2 separate regions of the Muntiacus reevesi genome follow, and region 2 is linked to region 1. A link is a contact called in public Hi-C data. All regions are on one chromosome and are shown on one strand. The core of a region is the stretch at or near the end of the contact, and the rest is flanking DNA. Distances in the headings are between cores, read along the strand shown. Region 1 holds the start of RFLNB (refilin B). Region 2 holds the start of TIMM22 (translocase of inner mitochondrial membrane 22).

Region 1 (5,337 bases), core at 253-2,752:
CAACCTCTAAGACCCACTGCTTACAGTATATCCTGGCACAAACCATTGGCCCTTGATTTTGTAATCTATTCCCACAGGTCCTTCAAGAGCAACCTCCCAGCACTCAGGCATGCACCAGGTTTTGTTCTCTGTGGAAGGGCTGCTCCTGGGCTTCCTGGTCACAGCAAGCTGCTTTGTACCAGCTCTGTGACTTGGGGCAAGTCAAGTTCCTTCTCTGTTTCCTGACCTGAAAGTGATGGGTGAGAATAGGAGGTTTGAACCATTTCCAGCAGATCACAAACATCTGCCTGCTCTGAACTTGGACTTCACCAGGTCCCAAGCAGGACAAGGATCCTCTGTCTGCTTTTGCAAGGACACAGACTGAGATGCCATGGCGAGCTGTGCACGGCGCCCACCTCTCATGGAGCCAGGGAAGTCCCTAGCCCAGGGCATTGCTCCTCTTTAGAGCTGGGCCCTGCCAGCTAGGTCTGGTCACAGCTCCAGCTTGAGGCCCTAGCGGAGCAGCCATCAAAACCCCCCAGGGGAGGGTGGCTGGTGGTGGTGGTGGGGTACTTCCTGAACTTACCAATAATCAGGGTGGTCTCTGTGAGAAACAGTACCCGAATTTTCTAGTGCTTTTATTTATTTATTTATTTTTTCTAGTGCTTTTAGATATGAGAACAGCCCAGTTCTACCGTTGGGCAGCTGTTGCAATGAGTTCCCACTCAGGTAGGGCTTCTCTATCAAACTAAGGAGGAAGGGCAAGTAACCCGTCTGAAAAGCTGTGACCACCACCATCCCCCGTCCCGCCCCGTCCAATGGAGGGAGCCCTTCAGACAGCTGATGGAGAGCGGGTTGAGCCTCTCATCTGGTTCGAGGGCTGCTCTGCACCCACGCTGAATTTCCCTGCTCGCTGTGGCCACGACCTGTTAGGCTGAGCACCCAGGCCGGGGGGTGATGCGTTCCCCCGCCCATCCCGAGTCCCCTTGAGGATAAACGGAGTAGGCGCTCTTTTCCCCCCCGGGGAAAAATGAGAGCCAGAGACAGCCTGAGAGGCCGCCCGGCTGAGCCAAGAGGCGGCTGGAACCATACGAAGCGCATTAACTATTAATAATTTCCAGTTGTTTGTTCGCTGGTTTCGGCCGGCTCCCCAGGCCTCTGCGAGTCGGAGCGCTCCTCTGCCTTCCCCTCGACGCCTAGGGCTAGAGATTCTAGCGTCCGCCGGCCCGGCTGGCCCAGGTCAAGGGGACAAGGAGCCCCCGGGCCCGGTGCGAGTCGGGTCTCGTGTCCGCCTGCGGCGGGGCGGACGGCCGGGTGGGGCGGGGGTCCCGGGCCGGCGCCCCGGGAGCCTGGGATCGGCTGCTCGCGGCGGGCTGAACGGCCAGGCGGAGGGCAGCGCGGGCGGCGCACGGCAGGAGCGCAGCGGCCCCTGGCGCCCGGCCTGGCGGCTCCGCCACCGCGGGCGGGTCGGGCCCGGGCGGGGCGGGGCGGGGCGGAGGGCGGGCCCGGGAGCGCGGCGGCCGGCGGACCCGGACGGCGCGCGGGCGGCCGGCAGGGAGGGCGGCCGGCGGGCAGCGGCCCCGGCCCCGCCGCGCGCACCGCCATGGTGGGCCGGCTGAGCTTGCAGGATGTGCCCGAGCTCGTGGACACGAAGAAGAAGGGCGACGGCGTCCTGGACAGTCCGGACTCGGGGCTGCCCCCCAGCCCCAGCCCCAGCCACTGGGCGCTCGCGGCGGCCGGGGGCGGCGGCGGGGAGCGCACGCCGGCCTCGGGGGCGCTGGAGCCAGACGCAGCGGCCACCCGCGCGGCCCTGGTAAGTGACCCCGCCCCGGCCCCTTCCCCTCATCCTCTCTATCCCCCCACCCCGTGCCGGACCCCCAGGCGGTCTGCCCGCCCTCCCGGGGCGCGATGTGGGCGCCGCCGCCCGCCCGTCGGGACGGCGTGGCCAGCGCCGGGAGCCCGGGGCGGGAGCGCGGCGAGAGCCTGGCCAGCTGGAGCCGGTGGCTGGAAAATTGTCATCGCCTGGGAGGCGCGGGAGCCCCGGGAGAGGCGGGCCGCCGTCTCTTCCCTTCGGGGTGGCGGCCCCCGCGGCTGTCAGGCTGCGGCTTGACCACATCCTGACCTGGCCGGGCCACAGGGGTCCCGGGACACCGAGAGGGAACCCCAGGCTTCTCCGGGCTTTGCCCCCGCCCTCGGTGGTTCCGACGGGCCTTTCCCACTCCCGGTAGGTCTTGGGAGGAGGGATCTGCTCCACTCCCGGATTCATTGAGCAAAGAGGGCCAGCTTTAGGGCACTGTTAGCAGCCTTGGAGAGGACCTCTTGAGATCAGTGGCCCCTCTTGACCCATCACCTAACCTGTATCTGGCGCATGATGGGTGGGAGGACTTTAGGTGGGTGGAAACTTTCAAGGATGAGTCCTTTTACTTTACTTTAAAACTTTTATTTAAAGAGAAAATGCAAGTACCTTAGGAATCACTCAGATGGTGGTGTTTATTGCCTTTACCTAGAGTTCAAGGGACCCACATCCTGCCTACAGTCAAGCTCAGAGCTCTGAGCCGGCCCCTCTGCCTTGGGGATGAATGTTTGCAGCCCTCTCCCCTGTGTGAAGTAGTCAGTTGCTACTGACTATAGTCAGTTCAGCTGCTGCTTCTTAGGGACCCACCCGCTTTGGTGCGTGGAATTCTTGATCCTGTCTCTCCATGAACATCACTGTGTTCTCTCGTTTCCATTAGAAGGCAGCACTGGCTCCATCTTGGCCTTCAGAACCCTGGCCGCCTGGCCCTTTATAGCCTCATCTTCCACATCCCCTGACCGCAGGCAGATAGACACACCGGTGCCCCCGAGACTGCTCCCTCCCTCTGGCATGCTTCTTCCCTTCTACCTCTCCAACACCCAGTCCATCAAACCCCTGCCGGCTGCCCTTTGGGACCCAACTTGTCACCTCCTCTGGGAAGTCTTCCTGGATGCCTCCCAGAGCCATGCCAGGGACTGTGACTCCGTCCCTTTCCCCTGGTGGGTACCTGGTTCGGGAGTCTGACTCCTGCTGCCCCGCCCCACCCCCAGCCTGCACTGGGGCACGCGTGTGCTCAGAGAGTGCTGGCGGCAGGCATGAGGAGGCGAGGAGTCAGGGCAGGAGGACCAGTGTCTGTGTGGACACCTGGAAGAAGGCTGCCGTGTGAGTGTTGAGAGTCTCCTGCCTCCTCTTGGTGGCTGTGTCGTCCTGCAGCCCCCAGGGCTGCTGGGAAGGCACCCCTAGGTTGGGGAGTGTCTGTGGGCAGAGCAGACACCCCTGGCACTGCTGGGGGCTGCTTCCTGAAGCTCTGCTGCAGCCAGTGCCTACCCCCTCCTGGACGCTCGGACCTGAGTTCTCAAGCCCCAGTGAGGGCTTATTAAACTCCTCCCCCACCCACCCTGAGTTCAGGGCTGGACCCTGGGGACCCCCACCTCTCCCTGACCTACCTGGTCCCCTTTGGCTTTTGTCTGTCCACCTTATGCCCCCTACTTGACACCTTGTCCTGGTAACCTAAGAGTCTTAAAGTCAAACCTTCTAGAAATGTCTGCTTCCTGGAAGCCCTAGGGGTGGGGCTGCCACCACCATGTCCTGGCCCAAGTGTAGGTTCTTCTCTCAAATCAAGCAAAGAAAATGACAGTTCTCAGTTATCCCAGGAGGGCTGCTTCCTTTAGCTGGCTTAACACAGAAGCCCTGACTCAAGTCAGAGCAGGCGAAGAAAAGCGAGCACCTACGTGGAGGATGGCCCTATCTCAGACTCAGGCTATTTGGTGAATCAGAAAGCCCGATGCATTGACCAGCCTGCAAGAGGGTGAACCCCTGGGATGCCGTGCTCTGGTTCTTGGAGTTTTCTGAACAGTGGAAGGTGCCATAGAGAACTTTCTGGTGTCTGCTTTTCCAGCGAGTTTGCAGATTCCTCCATCTTGGCTGGGTGTCGATCTGATGGCCCCAGAGGCAGAGGACGTGGGGGAAGTTGGACTGAATCTTCAGTGACAAAAAAAAATCCCTGGTAGCATTTCTTTTTGTTGGTTTTGGCTTTTTCTGAAGAGTTGCTGAGACAGTGATAGGGCTGGGGGTGTGTAATTGAAGGTTCTGGTTGGCAAAGCCCCCGTTCATGGCAGTTTTCTTTCTGTGGGATGATGCGGTAGGCCTGGGGACCGGTCGCGGTCACAATGCTGAGCTCAGATTTGCTTCCTCTGTTCATCCTTCCACGAAACCTCATCAGTGGAAGGGGACACCACCCCACCTCTGGGTGTGCAGAGAAGGTCACAGGGCATATGCTGTGACTCTGTTGAGGGCACCCAGCACCTTCATGGTAGACCCGAGATTTGAACACACCTGTCCATGCTCTTCTGCTGCTGTGGATCAGTCCTTCTCTGGCATCATTTCCCAGTGGGGGCCATAGAATCACAGCTGGGCCCATCAGCGGGAGGCTAGAACCAGGAATTCTGTGGGGAAAGCATCAGATGGGCCTGTGGTCTGACTGCATTCTCCATCGTTGCAGAATCCAGCTTCTCTCCCTAACCCTCTGGGCTCTGGATACTCACCAAGGTTATGCCCCCTGTCCTTTGGCGAAGGAGTGGAGCTTGACCCCTTACCACCAACAGAAGTAAGGTAAATACAGTGGGCACTGATTTCATTTCACTTCTATTTTTGATTCCAGTAATTAATGCTTGTTTTTTTTTTTTTTTTTAAATAGTCAATGACAGAAGTGCGCTAAACTCTTACAGTTTGGTGGGTTCTCTTTGGGGTGTTTCTGTATTCTAACCTTTTGAATGTAGATAGACTTATTAAAATGAAAATGAGATTGTGTTATACTGCAACTTGCTTTTTATGCTTCACTTATCATGGCCGTCAGATGTTTAAGCATTTGTAATAAAGTAATTCCTCTTTCTGGCATCACCGACTCAATGGACATGAGTTTGGGTAAACTCCGGGAGTTGGTGATGGACAGGGAGGCCTGGCGTGCTGTGGTTCATGGGGTCACAAAGAGTTGGACACAACTGAGCAACTGAACTGAATTCCTCTTTCTAGAAGCTGCTTTCCACATCTTACCCCCACCCCACCCCAGCATCAAGGTGCTATTAACTTGTCTCAGGTTCTGATTTCACTGGGCAAATACTGTTCTTCCTTGGGGAATTTATCTTACCCAGGCTCATCTGGGGTCAGAGAGCCTTTGAAAGGCCCTATTAAAAGACACATCTTTTTAGAGAAAGGAATTTTACTTTGGATAACTAGTGGTTTTATAGCTGGAGTTTCGTTGCATGAACACAAAGAGCCCTTTGACACAGAACAAAGGCGGCTCAGCAGTTTGGAGGTGAGCGGTTCGGCCTTTTATTCCTGGAGAG
Region 2 (5,089 bases), core at 2,536-5,035, 380 kb before region 1:
CTTGATAGATACACCAACAGGGAGAAGTGGCAGGGAACCAGTTTTCTTCTTGGTTGCTTACAGTGGATAATCCAACATTTTTAGTAGGATACCTATATTTGGCTTTCAGGAGTGGAAATCTAAGAACCCTAAACTGCAAAAACATTACTGTGAGAACTTATACACAGAATTAAAATGACTGCACAGTATGAAGAAAGATGTCTGTTTGAAATGCATGGAGCTGAAAGTTAAGCAGAGCTTGCTGTTTGGGCAAATGGGCTTCCCACGGCTGAATGGGGTACAGCTATGCTTCTGTACTATCCTGCATAGCAACACAGTCCAGAGACTGCTTATTATTATGAAGTTCTTCCCATTTGTTCAATATGGGGACTGTTCTTTATTCTAAGATAGAGATAGTTCTCCGTGGGTTTGACCTGGGGCTATTTGTCCCCCAGGGGACACTGGAAACACTTCTACTTGTCACCACTAGGGGTGCTACTGGCACCGAGTGGGGAGAGGCCAGGAACAGCACTCCCCTCCGCCCAGCAAACACTCCTCTGGTCCAAAACGTCAGCAATGCCAAGGATCAGAAACTCTGATCTAGATACTAGAAGTTTCCAAAATTGAGTTAACACAGAAAATGTGATTTACTTGTCAGGAGAGGAGAATATCAAGTTCCACATATGCCTTGAGCTGTCCTTGGAACACTCATGTGTTTGGAAATGTCAACTTCAGCATGTTGTCCAAGGCCACAAAGAAAAGCATGTGAGAATTGTTTACTAACCTCTGAAACCAATGGCTCCTCCAGTGATGCAGCCACTAATGACACTGTTCTTCCAATCTGATTTTCCCCGGTACTGTGGGTGGAGAAGAGCAGTTCAGAGCCAAAGAAACAAGCCAAACAAGAAAACTAAGGAAAAAAAGACAGGGTTTCTAGCTGGCTAATTTAGTCCCTCCCCAAAGGAAACCTATCTTGTTTTCTTTCAAAAGTATAATTCCTAAAATTTGAATGTGTTCACAAATGCTTCCTGCACATGGTACCAAAGCACTGAGCCAAGTGTCACATTTGAGAAGTAATCAGAACCTCTTCTCAGGTTCCCCAACAAGTCTCTTGTTTAAAATTATTAACCAGGAATTCTCTGGTGATCCAATCATTAGGACTCCATGCTTGCTTCCACTGCTAGGGGCCCAGGTTCCACCCCTGGTTGGGGAACTAAGATCCTACAAGCCGCGAGGTGCAGTCAAAAGCAATAAAAAAATAATTAACCAACTTCTGGCCTGTAAAAAAAAATAAAAAATAAGGCAAGCCCAAATCATAAATTCACAAGAAGTTTACATTAGGGACTATTTAATGGAAACCGAATCTAGCAAGTACTGGACACTTCTGAGCTGCTTTCTAGTAGCATTGAGTATTTCTCTTTAAAACTCACAGGATGGAAACAGGCAAGGCTTTCTCAGAAGGCAGGGACACTTACAGATTCTACTAAACATTCAGTGCAAGAAAACATGGCGCCCACAATGGCAAAATTTTTGGCATAGGACATTCCTCTCTGGCCCATGTCTTTAAGAACTTCTCTGGCCGTCGGTGTACGGTAAGGATCCTTAGGGTCAAAGCCCACGTTGGTATCAATGCCAGCAGTGAACACCCCAAAGGCACCTCCCAAGACAAATCCTAAAAATGAACAGAGATGAAGATTTCGTTGGCACGTTTTTCAGATTACTGTAATAGGGTCATACTCAAATTGCACCTTTTGGATGGCCACCAGTGAAGAGGATACCCCATCCCCTTCTTGCCTCAGAAACTCTCCACTGGCCTGGTTTCCACATTACAAAATCCAAGATCGATCTAGTAGGCAGCTTCTTCTCTGACTCTTTTTGTATTTCTTCCTCCTTTCATTTTCTAGCATTCTTCAAGATTCCATCTTTAACCCTCTTTCTCTCTCTACATTCACACATGAACCAGTCACCCTCAAGTTCAGGCATCAACTTTGCAAATCACTCCCTTGACAATGGTGACATTCATAAAAGTCATTTGGTAAATACCATATACCAATTACGCTTTATTGTCCCAGCCTAACTTATTCCTTGCAGTAATCCCGTGAGGTAGATACTATTTTCCTTTCCTTTCTGTAGTCGAAGAAACTGAGGCTCAGAGAGGTAAACTAATTTCCCTAAGGTCACAAAGTTCCCAAATGGCAAATGCCACGCTGTGGTCCACAGCTGACCTTCCTGAGCCTGCTGGACATTTCCACATGGATGTCCTTTCGCCACCTCAAGGTCAGTATATGTTCAACGAAATCACGGGCACCTCCCCTCCAGACCTCCCTGCTTACGGTTCCTGTTCTCCAGTCATTCCCGCGCCAAACTTCAGGTACACTTATGGCTGTTTCTTTGCTTCCTCCTATGAGGCTAGGTCCACAATTATCATCCTAGCCTAGGGCCCTCATCACTTCCACCCTGGAGCACTACAAAGCATTATTTCAACAGACATATAAGAGATCTAGGGTCGGGCACAATGAAGAACAAAGACCCAGTCCATGTCTCACTGAGCTTCAGTCTAGCAAATTCCCTATATGGTCTCTCTGTCTACTGACTTTCCTTCCCTTTGCCACACTCCACCATGAGTCATCAAGCTCTTGGTAACTCTAAAAACCCATCAATGACTGCCCTAATGCCTACATGCAAAAAGCTCAACCTGCACCACTCCACCCCAACCTGAAATGCCATGTCTCTTTATCTACCCTCATTCTCTTAATCCTTCAAGACACAGGCTCCAGTCTCACCTCTTGTGGTCTTCTCCCAACCAAAGAGATCTTTCTTCTTTCTGCTCAATTTCACGTTTCCACTCTCACTATATTCGTTTCTTAATTTCCTTTCATTCTCAATGAGACTTCAACTCACCTGCAAATGTGGTCAGCCTCTTAGCACACAGGAGGGACACCTACATTCTCAAATCCTCAAACGATTAAAAAAACAAAAACATGCCAAGCCCAGACTTCTTTCCCCCTCGTTCCAGCTGTCCAGTCACATTGGGCTCACAGGCCTGTTTTTCTAGCTTGAAGTCACTTAAGGCCTAACCTTTGCAAGTTCTGCGCCCCAGGTCTGCAGCACTGTCCTCCTTCTGAACACTTTTCTTTCTGTGTATGTTAAAATATTAGCTTCATGAGAACACGGCTCTTGTCTCTCATTCTGTCTTTCCACCGCCTGGCACGTGATAGCCGCTCAGTAATAATTTTCTGAAAAGTAATTACTTTAAAGCGAACGAATGAATGAATGAATGAATGAAGTCAACCATTTTATAAACCCCAGGTCTCGACCCAGGACCGAGTCTCTGATCGCATTTCCAGAGGCGAAAGCCAACCTCGGGGTCTAGGGAGGCGCTGCTCAAGTTCACTGAACCAGGCGGGGGTGGGTCAAGGTCGCGGCCCAGGGCCCCCTCCCCTCCTAGGTGCGTGGTCTTCTGCGCAGTGGACCCCGCTGCCGCCCAAGCGCTCAGCCTCCCAAGGTTCCCCCGCCCCGCCTCACCTCCCACGCAGGCCAGCGCAGCTTTGAAGGCGCAGCTTTCCATCGCTCTCTCAATCATCTTCTGCTCCTCACTCTTGGCTGGACTCGGGATCCCGCCCAGGCTCCCAGGCTCCAGGACCCGGGGCTGACGCTTGTCGCCCACCAAGTACTGCAGAAGAAGGCTGTACTGCAGCGGAGCTTCGGCGGAAGCGGCCGCCTCAGGTGCGGAGCCCCCAGCACTGGGGGCGGTCGCCGCCATGACTGTGGCCCAGGAAACCTGGCGTTCTTCTTCTCATAACAGATTCCACAAGCTTCCCGTCGGGCCTTGCGCGCCCAGCCACCGTACCGCAAAGGCAGATTCGCCACACCGAGCGAGCTTGAGGAAGCCGCGGAAGCCAAGTCAGTTCGTGCACACCCAGCGGAAGAGCTATCATGTTCTCCTGTGAATACTGAATCAGGCTTATGAGGCATTCCTAACGACACTGACAAAAGATTTCGAATCACCAGACAGCACCCTCTCCGCGGCTACAGCGCGGGGCGTACCGGAATTTGTAGTTCTGACACACTTACACCCCAGACATTTCCCAGGAAGCCTTGCGCGGGCACGCGCGTCTCCGCCGCCTCTCGCGCTCCTGACGGGCGGGAGGGCAGAGAGGCTACAGCGAGCCGGGGCACCAGCAGGGGGTGCGCGCGCCTCGCCACTGCCCTTCCAGCCTAGTAATTCCAACAGTGCGTTGTTAGATGCCGATGGGGTAAGGTGCTTTGTAAATTAACGTGAAAACGTGATATGAATGTATGGAGTAAATGTTTTATTCAGTAATTGAATCGTTGAGGGGAGAGAGAAGGGGCCAAAAAAAAATGAGTGAAGTTTAAGACAAAAAAGAAAAAAAGAAAGAAATCCCCTGGCTATCCACTGCTTAGGACTCCGCGTTTCACTTCCGAGGGCCCTGGTTCCAGCCCTGATCCGGGAATTAAAAATCCCTCGAGCCGCGCAGCCAAAAAAAAAAAAAAAAATTAGTGAAGATAGCCGAGTTTAAGTACGAGATGTCTATGGCCAGATGGAGAACGAGGGAGGCCGAGGCTGCTACTCCCTCCAGCCAGTTGTTGTCCTGTGGGACTAGCATTGCGGTGAATGCCACTTATATTATGCTGAATCAGTTAAAAGTGCTTACTAGCTTGCAAACTCAGAACCTGGAGTTTAACTGTGAGATAGCAGCGTGTATGAACCCAGAAAACCTTTCACAGTAGTTTCTATGGTACCAAAATGGATCCCAAACTATTGTATTGATCCAGACTTGCAGCATATCTGGTTGTATCAGCTAATAGAAACAAATGGAAACAGAAGATGGGGAGGGTAGCCAGTCAACAGAGACTGAGAGACCCCTTTGGCAGCCAGAGTTGTCTGTGTCACCTGCAGAACCTACAGTTCACCCTGCTTCAGCTCCCACCAGACCGTGAACCCACTCATCCTAACTTCCCAGTTGTTGAGTCCAGATCTCATTTCACTCGAAGGCTCAGCTGCATTTACCGCTGTTTTGAAGTTTCTTCCATTTCTGTGGAGCTCCTCTCTCCTAGTTTTGCCAAAGCCTCTCCAGTGTGTCTGTCG

What was found. A called contact is a pair of places that touch in the nucleus more often than the background predicts.
Region 2: a Hi-C map of muscle shows a contact between it and region 1, with 5 times the contacts expected there. The contact joins the promoter of TIMM22 here to the promoter of RFLNB in region 1. A contact is called at or near these places in 2 of 3 Hi-C or Micro-C datasets (blood and muscle).

The regions. Positions count from the first base shown.
Region 1 is chr18:39,600,267-39,605,603 of mMunRee1.1, reverse strand. RFLNB (refilin B) reads left to right here and starts at 1,502. Exons shown (of 4, transcript XM_065909313.1): 1 at 1,502-1,792; 2 at 4,494-4,603. The coding sequence starts at 1,583.
Region 2 is chr18:39,982,836-39,987,924 of mMunRee1.1, reverse strand. TIMM22 (translocase of inner mitochondrial membrane 22) reads right to left here and starts at 3,785. Exons shown (of 4, transcript XM_065910852.1): 1 at 3,505-3,785; 2 at 1,455-1,651; 3 at 764-836. The coding sequence starts at 3,742.